2 separate regions of the Zea mays genome follow, and region 1 is linked to region 2. The links are chromatin contacts, called in public Hi-C maps. All regions are on one chromosome and are shown on one strand. The core of a region is the stretch at or near the end of the contact, and the rest is flanking DNA. Distances in the headings are between cores, read along the strand shown.

The links. A called contact is a pair of places that touch in the nucleus more often than the background predicts.
Region 1: a contact with region 2 is called in a Hi-C map of endosperm, with 2.1 times the contacts expected there. The contact joins the promoter of LOC103650456 here to the promoter of LOC103652124 in region 2. A contact is called at or near these places in 3 of 25 Hi-C or Micro-C datasets (ear, endosperm and tassel).

Annotation. Positions count from the first base shown.
Region 1 is chr3:115,896,896-115,902,095 of Zm-B73-REFERENCE-NAM-5.0, reverse strand. LOC103650456 (probable histone acetyltransferase HAC-like 3) reads left to right here and starts at 3,722. Exons shown (of 17, transcript XM_008676047.3): 1 at 3,722-4,009; 2 at 4,793-4,962. The coding sequence starts at 4,808.
Region 2 is chr3:115,109,638-115,114,340 of Zm-B73-REFERENCE-NAM-5.0, reverse strand. LOC103652124 (kinesin-like protein KIN-12F) reads left to right here and starts at 3,135. Exons shown (of 37, transcript XM_008677771.3): 1 at 3,135-3,350; 2 at 3,445-3,541; 3 at 3,664-4,303; 4 at 4,634-4,703. The coding sequence starts at 3,665. LOC103650443 (DNA polymerase epsilon catalytic subunit B) reads left to right here. Exons shown (of 14, transcript XM_035966268.1): 11 at 85-202; 12 at 310-384; 13 at 497-584; 14 at 678-981. The coding sequence ends at 108.

The DNA.
Region 1 (5,200 bases), core at 2,473-4,972, 790 kb before region 2:
TCAACGGGGAGTAGGTTTGCGAGAACCGAACCTCGGTAAAACAAATCCGCGTGTCTCACTCTTCATTTGCTTGCGATTTGTTTTGCACTCTCTCTCGCGGACTCATTTCTTTATTACTAACGCTAACCCGGCTTGTAGTTGTGTTTACATTTGTAAATTTCAGTTTCGCCCTATTCACCCCCCTCTAGGCGACTATCAAAATGTTCAGCACTTAATAGATTTCTCACCTAGGTTAGAAACTTAGAATGTAAGTTATTGGTGTTCTGAACCTATATCCAATGCCTATCTAAACTCTGTACATTTTTATGTGTTGTTGTTCTATTACTCAGAAAATGAAAATGTTGGTGTCATAACAGGAAGTAAAGTTCTAGCTTACAAATATCTAAAAGTGCCATTTTTCATGTGGTGTTGTCCAACACCTACTGTTTTGTCTTTTACCTCGTAGAATGATGTTATCTGGATGCTATATAAACTTATATTTCGTGGGACAATATTATCTAAATGTTACCTTATAGGGAAAACAAGCTAGATGTTGCTTTTTTGTGATCAGTGAAACACCTATGAACGCCTCCTCTATCATTTCTTTCCTCCACATATTATCACAGTCGCCTAATTCAGTTTCTAAAGAAACTATGATGAGTTAAAAAGGATCAACAACATTGGTATTCATTGTCAATTGATCCATCAGAACATAGAGGCAAGTCCTCATTGTTGAGGTTGGAGGTAAGACCCAATTTCCGTTATTTGGCGCGACACGGGACGTGGCACTAGACAGTCAGGTAGCACATTTTTCTTGGAAGAACGGCTAAATATATGCATGCTAAAAACTCCGAGGGAGTATGTTATCCCATCTCACTAGCTATATTAGTACGAATTTGGAGCTAGTGCTCTCATTTTATGATGGTAGAATTTCACTATGAAAACGATGTTTAGATAATCGGCGGGGATATCGTGGGTTTTGTTTGTTTTTTGTTGTTCTGGTGTGAGGTCGGTACATTTCTGTATGAAGCAGTATTATTCTAATCATTCGGTGTAGCAGTGGATTATGGTTAATGGGGCCTTCATTTTTATGCATAACATGGCGTTTGACTTACTATTTAGCTTTACATCTGAATGCTCCTCTTATTCTAGGATACTTTTCAGTGTTGCATCATCAATACTTGAATAGTTTTTGTTGTCAAATTATTGTAGGATTATTTGAATGACAAATTCAAGGAAACAAGACACAACAACATACAACAACATGTACTTCCCTCAGGTTCGCATAGCAGGATCCGTCTTGTCTGCTATTCTTTTTCTAGGTTAGTGCTCGATGATAACTTGTGATTCTTGCTTGACCTTTCAAAATTGTCTGAATTCTTCATTATCAAGAAATAGGCAATTAATCTAATATTTGTAGCCATAGGTAATGTTTCTTATAGTTTAACCATTGTACAACAATGAATTGTCAAACTATTAGACTGTCATAAAGTTAAGATATAGTTTTGTTCAATCCCTAATATATGTTATTTGAAGCCAAGATCATTCCTATCATGTTTATTTCCACTTTTAAATGATAATATGCATCGAAACAGAGCATGGATGGTAGAAGTTGTTTTCCTTCATGATAGCTGATTTAGTGTATTGTTCAAGGTGCTGACATGGGAATCTTTAGCCAGGTAAATTAGCATCCTTTAAATTCTCATTATCAATACCTTGCACAATAGAATTTCCACCTCACCTGCTAACCGTTCAATTTGATGCAAGCAGCCCTTAGTAGCTGATTTTTATATTTGCATTGGATAGATATTGATGATGATAAACACTGCAATAAGTATCATGATTGTAAACACTACAATAAGTCTTACCTACTAACTGTTCATCTTTTGCCTATGTATTTATGCAAAGGAAAGAAAGTCTATGAACCACCAAGAATCATGATTGTAAATACTGCAATAAGGCAGCTTTTTATGACGAGAAAGCATGTGCGGTTTGGTATTAAAACTTCTTTTGAGGACCTGCCTTTGTTTGGATTTTTTTGCGTCAAACTATATAACTATAGGAAATCTCTTAAGGGATAATGTGGTAATAAATTTCATCCAATGTATCAGAATACATTTCCATGTATAATCTGTTACTAAATTATTAGCTATACATGGTGTGGTCTGCTTGACTTGATTCATCTCTTTGCATTGATATCCATGCTTTTCATCATTTCACATGTTCAGTTGATGTCCTTTTCGTGAGGCGCTTGTGGTTCAGACAGTCTCCCCGGTTGAAGCACACCCCGTTCTAGTATGTTTCTTTGATTTGTTATCATTTCTTTATTTTAACATCTATTCTAGATTTCTTTTTTTCTGCTTTGTTCTTCAGTACTTTGCTGATTGATTAAAGAAAAAAATCCCCACATGTTAGCTAGCCTGTTGGGAGTGGTGTTGGCAAAATAGTAATTATACAATAGTTGTTGGCACCTTAGCTTAATGATTATACTCATAACATTGCAACACATTTCAATTATTGGTTTTATACATAATTTGCAGAAACTCTCGTATATCGTCTAGATCTCTACATAAGGTATTTGTCAAGCTTAATCTATTTTCCTAATAATGCACATACACAAGACGATTTGAAGAAATGCTCAAACTTGAGCACATGCTTAAGGAGTGCATCGATGCATGCACTAAATTATCGGCTAATTGACCGAGCTCGGCTTGGCTCGGCCACTCAACAAGCTGAAGGAGAAGGTTTGTCTCGCCTCGAAGTCGGCTCGCGAGCCGCCTCAACTCATGAGCTGCATCCATGTGGCTATGACATTATGCTCAAATAATAGGGTAGCAATAAATATGATATGCCATTTGTTCTCAATAATGATCAGTTATGTTTTTCAGGTTCAGGTTTAAAGAAATGTCCACAAATTTAGAATAAGTGCAGCAGTACAGTCTTCTTTCGATCAAGACTACTGGGTGCAGCGAAGATTGTTCTTATTGTCCTGACATCAAGATACAACACTGAATTGAAGGATTGATGGACAAGAATGTTGACGTAGCAAAAAAAGGTATTGTTATTATAGCAATGGATTTTTTAATAGACAAACTTTGCATGACTATCCTCATATAAAGATTAAAACAATGGATAGTTAAAGGTCAGGACAAATATGCAGTTTAGTGGGAAAATGAAATTTTCATTCAACGGGTCTTTTCGCCTGATTTTGGTCTATAATTTTGACTTTACAGATGAACCCGACAAGTAAGTCTGAAGCGCGATTAGGATCAAGAACATCAACAATTCCTACCCTTCATGGTTACAATCAATTGCCTCTACAAAGTTTTAAAGACCGCTTAATTTTAATTAACACCACAACACATGGCTATACAAATGTTATTGTTGCACTATTTTTCCCGTTGCAACGCACATGTATTTACCTAGTTGAAATAAAAGGAATGGTTGTTGAGGTAGTCATAGGAAAATGTATATTTGAATATTATTGTGGGATTTAAAGGGGCTGTGGAGGTGAAGAGAGATGTTAAAGTAGTCATAGGCCCTGTTTGGGACAGCTGCTGTTTGTTGAAAAAGCAGCTTATCTGATAAGCTGGTAAAAAGCAGCTTCTGCTTGTTGGCTGCTTTTAGTTCATTTTGAGAAGCAGCTGAACTGATAAGCTGCTGAAGAAGCTGTCTATTTGGCAGGACTTCAGCTTAAATTTGTGAAGAAGCTGAAAATAAGCTGTGCCAAACAGGGCCATAGACTCATAGCAGGAGATTGTTGAAGACAGTCTCAAAATCGGTCCGTCTGGGGATCCAATCCACATGCGAGCTGGACCCGCCGAGTGGCCCCCATGGCCTTGACTTATTTACCCTTTCCCTCTCCATCCTCCCCTTCCTTCTGATCGCCTCCTTCCCGTTCCCCGCAGCCGCCCAAACCCTAGCCCTAGCCCCTAGCCCCGCTGCCGGCAAGGCCGGAGCGCCCGGAGCCCCCGCTGGCCGGCCCCGGAGAAGACGTCCCATGCGGCTGTATCGCGCAGGGGAAATTTAGGTAACGCCCCCGCCCCTCGCCCTCCCCCTCCCCGTCCCACGTAGGGCTCGATCAGATCCGATCTGGTGGCACTTGCTGGAGGCGGCGTACGGATCCCCTAGGGTTAGGGTTTTCTTGGTTTCTTCAGATTTTGGGCGTCGTAGGCGACGTTCGCCTTGTGCTCTCGCCCTGCGTGGTTCGTCTGACCCTGTGGTGTGCTTGTTAATCAATTGTATTATATTTTCTGACAACCTTTGATGAACAGAAAAAAGGAAAAACAAAACAAATGATGTCTGTAGCAGTAGAATTGGGGTTTAGTGATGAATGCTGCATGCAATCCTTATGTTATCGCTTTGTTAGTAGCGGTGCCGTTACGCTTGCGGCTTCCTGGTTGGCCAATCTGGTGACAATGTCTAGCACCTGAGCCGTATAAGACTAAAGGAATCAATGTGGTCATCGGTTACTGGTGCGTTCCACATTCTGCTACTCCAAATTTTGGGATATTTTTAGTGCCAGCGTGCTCAGGAAACGGTCGGTCTTTATGCTCGTCTTCAGTGTAAAAGTTGTTTACCTTTTTAGTCACATTACTTTCTGTTCCTAGTACTGATTTTTTGTGCTGCTTTGCTTTGCACTAGCAATCTACTGATCTTGTGATTTGTCGTACTTCCGCATTCCAATGACTATGCATTCTATATCTAGTACAGCTTCATGTGTGCTTCTATGCTTTGCGTTAGTGGTATGACTATCATGTGCTTGCAGCTGCTTATCGAGCTCTTGATGACTTGGAAAATCTCTGCGTTTCAGGTGAATGTTACAAGCATGATGACTCAAACCCTGCAAGGGAAAGTTATGGCCTACACACCGAGCAGTTTTCCTGTTCAGCAACAGATTCTGCCGGAGGATCTTGAAATGCTTCAGCTGGATAACATGGACCAGGGTACCTCTCCGGTTCGTGCTGTCATCATTAAAAGAATGTAAGTTTGGAAGCCACCAGCATCAATACTAGTTTTGACTTGCAATTTTGTTGTTGCTGACTTGCTGTTAATATACGCGGCTCTGCACTTGCTGTCAACAAGAAAACATGTCACTACTGATACATGGTTCACACTGCTAATTCATTGCATTTGGTTCTTTTTTTCGCTCTTGAATGAGTTCATTTTCACATCTAATGTATTGTTGGCCATATGTTTGCAATTTGGCAATCCCATCCCC
Region 2 (4,703 bases), core at 1,886-4,385:
ATTTCCATACTATGAATAGTGCATCTTTTCCAATCTACCTCTGATTACTCATGCTTGCTGAATTTAGTTTCTTTTAATGTATAGGCATTCAAGGCTGGAGGCACATAACTATGAATAGTGCATCTTCTAAAATCTCTCACTAAATCAGCCAGCTCTTCTCACTAAATCAGCCAGCTCTTCTGCTTGTCCCATTGTCATCCAGGTACTTATTTGGGATGTATGTTCAGATCTTGTGATGCTGTTTAATTCTTGCGAGGCATAATGTGTTGCAGTTGGAATGATGTCAACCTTTTTCCCATTGTCATCCAGATACTTATTTGGGATGTTGAAGTACAACCAAATAGACATGCTGTCCTAGGAGCAAGCGAGTCTCGCCCTGATCTGGTATGATTCATTGTTTTGTTCAGTGTGCCAGATTTATGGCTTCAATGAGATGTTGGTGCTAGCTCATCTGTTAAGTGATGATAGATAACAGTATGTCTACATGTTGCTCTAGCACGATTACTGGGGGTCTAGGAATATTTGCAACATTGTTTCCAAGCTGGATAGCCACATGTCAGTACTTAGCTGAAGATATGCTGATGGTATTCATTTCCTAGGGCAGCTAGTAACACTTTCCTGTTATTCCATTTGAATAGAATTTCCTACTAATGCCAATTCGCTCCCGTGAATTTCAGGAATGGGTTTACAAGCCCCATATAATAAATCATAACAGTGCGGGAGCATTTTTTGGATGTCCTTCACACAGATGCAGGCAATGAAAGAAACAGAAAATAGACAATGTTAGCGCGGAGTGAGACAGATAGGAATTGGGATAGAATCATCCTTGTTCTCAGATCAGCTGTACATTCTTTATTATGGTAGTATATCATACCTGTACGAGTAGACTGACGGTTGCTTCCAAATACTCCATGTGTTTGAAATATGTATTGTATGTGATATTCTGTGTTGCATGTGATTTTATGTTTGTCTAATTTTTTATTTCTGTATTTTTTATTTTTTTTCTGAAAAAGGGATAAGAACGTGGGTACAGACCCACGCAGGCCAGATAAGTTCGACGGCCACGTGGCCCCGTCGAACTTAACAATAAGAACGTGGGTACCGTCGAACTTATGAGAACAAATTCGATGGCCTCCGTCGAACTTAATAACGCACGTTCTTATTGTTAAGTTCGACGGTACCCATGTTCTTATTGTTAAGTTCGACGGTACCCACGTTCTTAACCTTAAGAACGTGGGGGCCATCGAACTTACTTCTTTAAGTTCGTCCAAAAATCGCCGTCGGCTATATTCGTCGGTAAACCCACGTTCTTATGGTAAGTTCGACGGCCTATTACATTAAGTTCGACGGTTTTTCACCCACGTTCTTTAACCAGTTTTTTGTAGTGATCGGACCACCTGTATGGCTGAACGATCTTCACTGTTCATGGTTCGATGGCGCACTGGACTGCCTTCAACGACACTCTCTAACAGGTGCACGCTGGCCAAAGGCTAGCTAACGTGGCACCCAATCCGGAGGTGCACCGGACCGGTTCGGTGCCTACCAGCTAAGGAAGGCGCCCAATCAGATCCCAGACTCGGAGCACATGGACCCGGTCCTGTGGTGCATCGGACTGGTGCATCCACAGTTAGCCAGATTTTGGTATTTTTTGCAAGGAAGGGGCGACCGCTATGGGCCTTTTGGGACTATAAAAATGCCCCCGTGGAGCATCTCTTCAGCACCCAAGCACTCTGGTGCACCCGTAGTCAGCCAGATTTTGACATTTTTTTTTGCAAGGAAGGGGCGACTGCTATGGGTCTTTTGGGGGCTATAAAAATACCTCCATGGCGCACCTCTTCAGCACTCCAAGAGCAATACATTACTCCAACACTCTATTGCAACGCATTCTAATGATTTAGTGAGATCCAAGCGTCGTTTCTGAGCTGTTCTTGTGTCTTTGTGACTTTGTGCTCTCGTGATTTTTTCTCTTGCAATGTGTTGCTGCATTGCTCTTGTGTGTATTCTCCCATCTCTTGTGTTGTTACTGAGTAGTAAACTCCATCAATATGTGTACGACAATAAAATGCTTCAACTTGTAGAGATTTCTTGCGAGGATAACTATATTAAGTTTGATCTTTGGATCACTTAAGAGGAGTTAAGTGCAACCCTTATCCGTTGGGACACCACAACATGGAGTAGACAAGCATTTTAGTATCGGCCGAACAATGGAAAAAATCATCATGCCTTGTGTGCTTATTTGCTTGTAATTTTTCTTCCTCTTCTAAGTCTTTCAAATTCACTTGTGATATTGCTCTTAATCTATTATATCTTGACTAGCCAGTTGCCCGTGCTTTGGTACGGTTATTATATACTCAAACATAACTATTGTTTATTTCTAAACATAAGGTATTTGTGGTCTGGTGCTTAACCTCAAATTTCTGAAGAAAGGGGGTGTGAGTTCGAGTGCTCCCTTTGCACTATTTTTTTTGCGTAGTGTGGTGATGGACCTAGAGTGAAGGTGAAGCCGTGGTATCATGCCCACATTAGATTCTTAATAGATTAGTATAGAAATAACAATCAAGTGACCAGGACTTCGCTTTTCCTTCTCTCTACTCGAAATTGGTTTAGTATTGCACTAACCCTTATTTTAGACCAAATTTATATTTTTAGTGGTTATTTTGTAGAATCAACTACTCACTCTTTCTAGCGGACAGCTACGAATGGCCTAATCAATATATATACTATTGGTCTAATAATATATCGACGAGTAAAATTAATGTTATTAGCAGCATGTAAACTTTGGAATGAATATATGCTCCTCGACTCTAATGATATATAGATGACGGTAAACTTTTTCACTGCCCTATGGAGCCCCCAAAATTTCGATCAGACGGGATGTAATAATGTAACACAGATGGTAAACGCTTTCAAATTAAACAAAGATTTGTCATTTGTCTCCGATCTGACCTCACGACCCTCCAAATTCGAACCCTCCTCGCGGGGCACTGGCCGCCGCGTGATCCCATCCGAGCCGTCCACCGCCTCCAGGGATAAGATCGCGGCCGTCCATTTCGAATGCCTCCGCTTCGATTCAAATCCTATCGGCCCTTCCAGCGGGCCCCACGCGGCCCCTCGTCTCGACCAACGGGCAAGGCACAATACACTGCGCCGTTCGCCACTGTTCCTCCCAGTCCCAGTCTCAGTCCTTCTTCAAGCAGCAGACAGGGCGCGGAGAGGAGGGACTAGGGAGGGTTCTAGAACCTTCTAGAAGTGAACACTCCTTGCCGGGGGCAGCTCCTGTTGCTCTGCGCCTTCTGCAGCGTCTTTGTTCCGCCACTCCTGTTCCTGAGCTCCTCCACTCCACTCAAGTGGTTCGAATCGAGTTCGGCGCGATCTGAATTTCTCCATCCAAATTTTGAAATCTCCTGTTCCTCTGACGCGGATCTCCTCCCCATGCTCCTTCAGCTCTCAGAAGGCGGCCGCGGCGGCAGACGATAGAGAGCACCATTCGCCGCCTCACCATCCTCCTGCTCGCCGCCTCCGCCTCCTCCGCCCCGCTCAGGTGCCTCCGCCGCCTCGTCCTCCCAGCATTTGCAACAGCTAGCTCTGACTGTGTTTCGTGCGGTTGGAATTTTTTTACCACACCTCTTGGTGCCAAGTCTTATAAGTTTGGCGCCGCCGCAGAATGGTGAGGGATCACGCCGCGCTCCGCCGAACTCCGGCGAAGGCTTCCGCCTCGGAAGCCGGCAACGACGAGAACTCGCCGGGCGTCGTCCCAGATGTCGCGGCCGTTGGCGTCGCCGTCGCCGCCACGGACCCCGGCCGCCCTCCGCTGCTCGCTATCCAGCCGCCGGCGTCCGGTCTGAAGCGGAAGCCCGAGTCGCCGGCGCCGACGCCGTCCAAGCTCCCGTTCCGGACCCCCGAGAAGGCCGCCACGCGGAGCCGGTTCGGCTGGGTCCCGCCCCGCGCCGACGAGGCCCCACCGCGGGTCGGCGTGGGGGCAACCCCGCACTGCGCGATGACCACGCCCCGTGCGCATCGGGGCAAGGCGGTGACGGTGGCGCCGGCGGCCTCCGAGGGCGGGTCCACGCACAGCACGCCCACCAAGAGCGTCACCAAGCCGGCGCACAGCATTGGGGCGAGCGGGTCGAGGCCGCCCATGAGCGGTGGCGGGCCCAGGGGGGCAGGGTTTGGCCTGGGGTTCACCATGGCGGGGAGGGGACCGCCGACGTCACTTGGGCCGCCGACGGTGGTGAATTCCGTGGAGGTGCCTCATTTCGAGCTCCGAGAGGACCCCTCCTTTTGGATGGACAACAATGTGCAGGTGAACTACATCTACTACACGTCTCTTGTTGCTACCTTGGGAAATTTATGAGTTTTTGTGAAGTTTGTTCTTGATGCATGTGCATATATTGTTCCCAGACCACACAATTGATGGAACAGTGAAGAGAGACTAGTACGTGTGCTGATTTGGTTACGGTTGTGTAGAGCAGTATAAATGTTCCTTGGTTACTAATTGTGTGGGCATCCTAAAGATGAATTTGTTTAATTCTATTTAGTTCGCATTTCTATTTGATCTTTGAGTTTTAAACACGTCCATATGTTCGAGAGTCAACTTCAGCAAACACTCTTTAACTTGTGGTTCATTTTCCAGGTCGTCATCCGTGTGCGCCCGCTAAATAATAACGAAAAGAACCTGCACAGTTATTACCGATGCTTGAAAC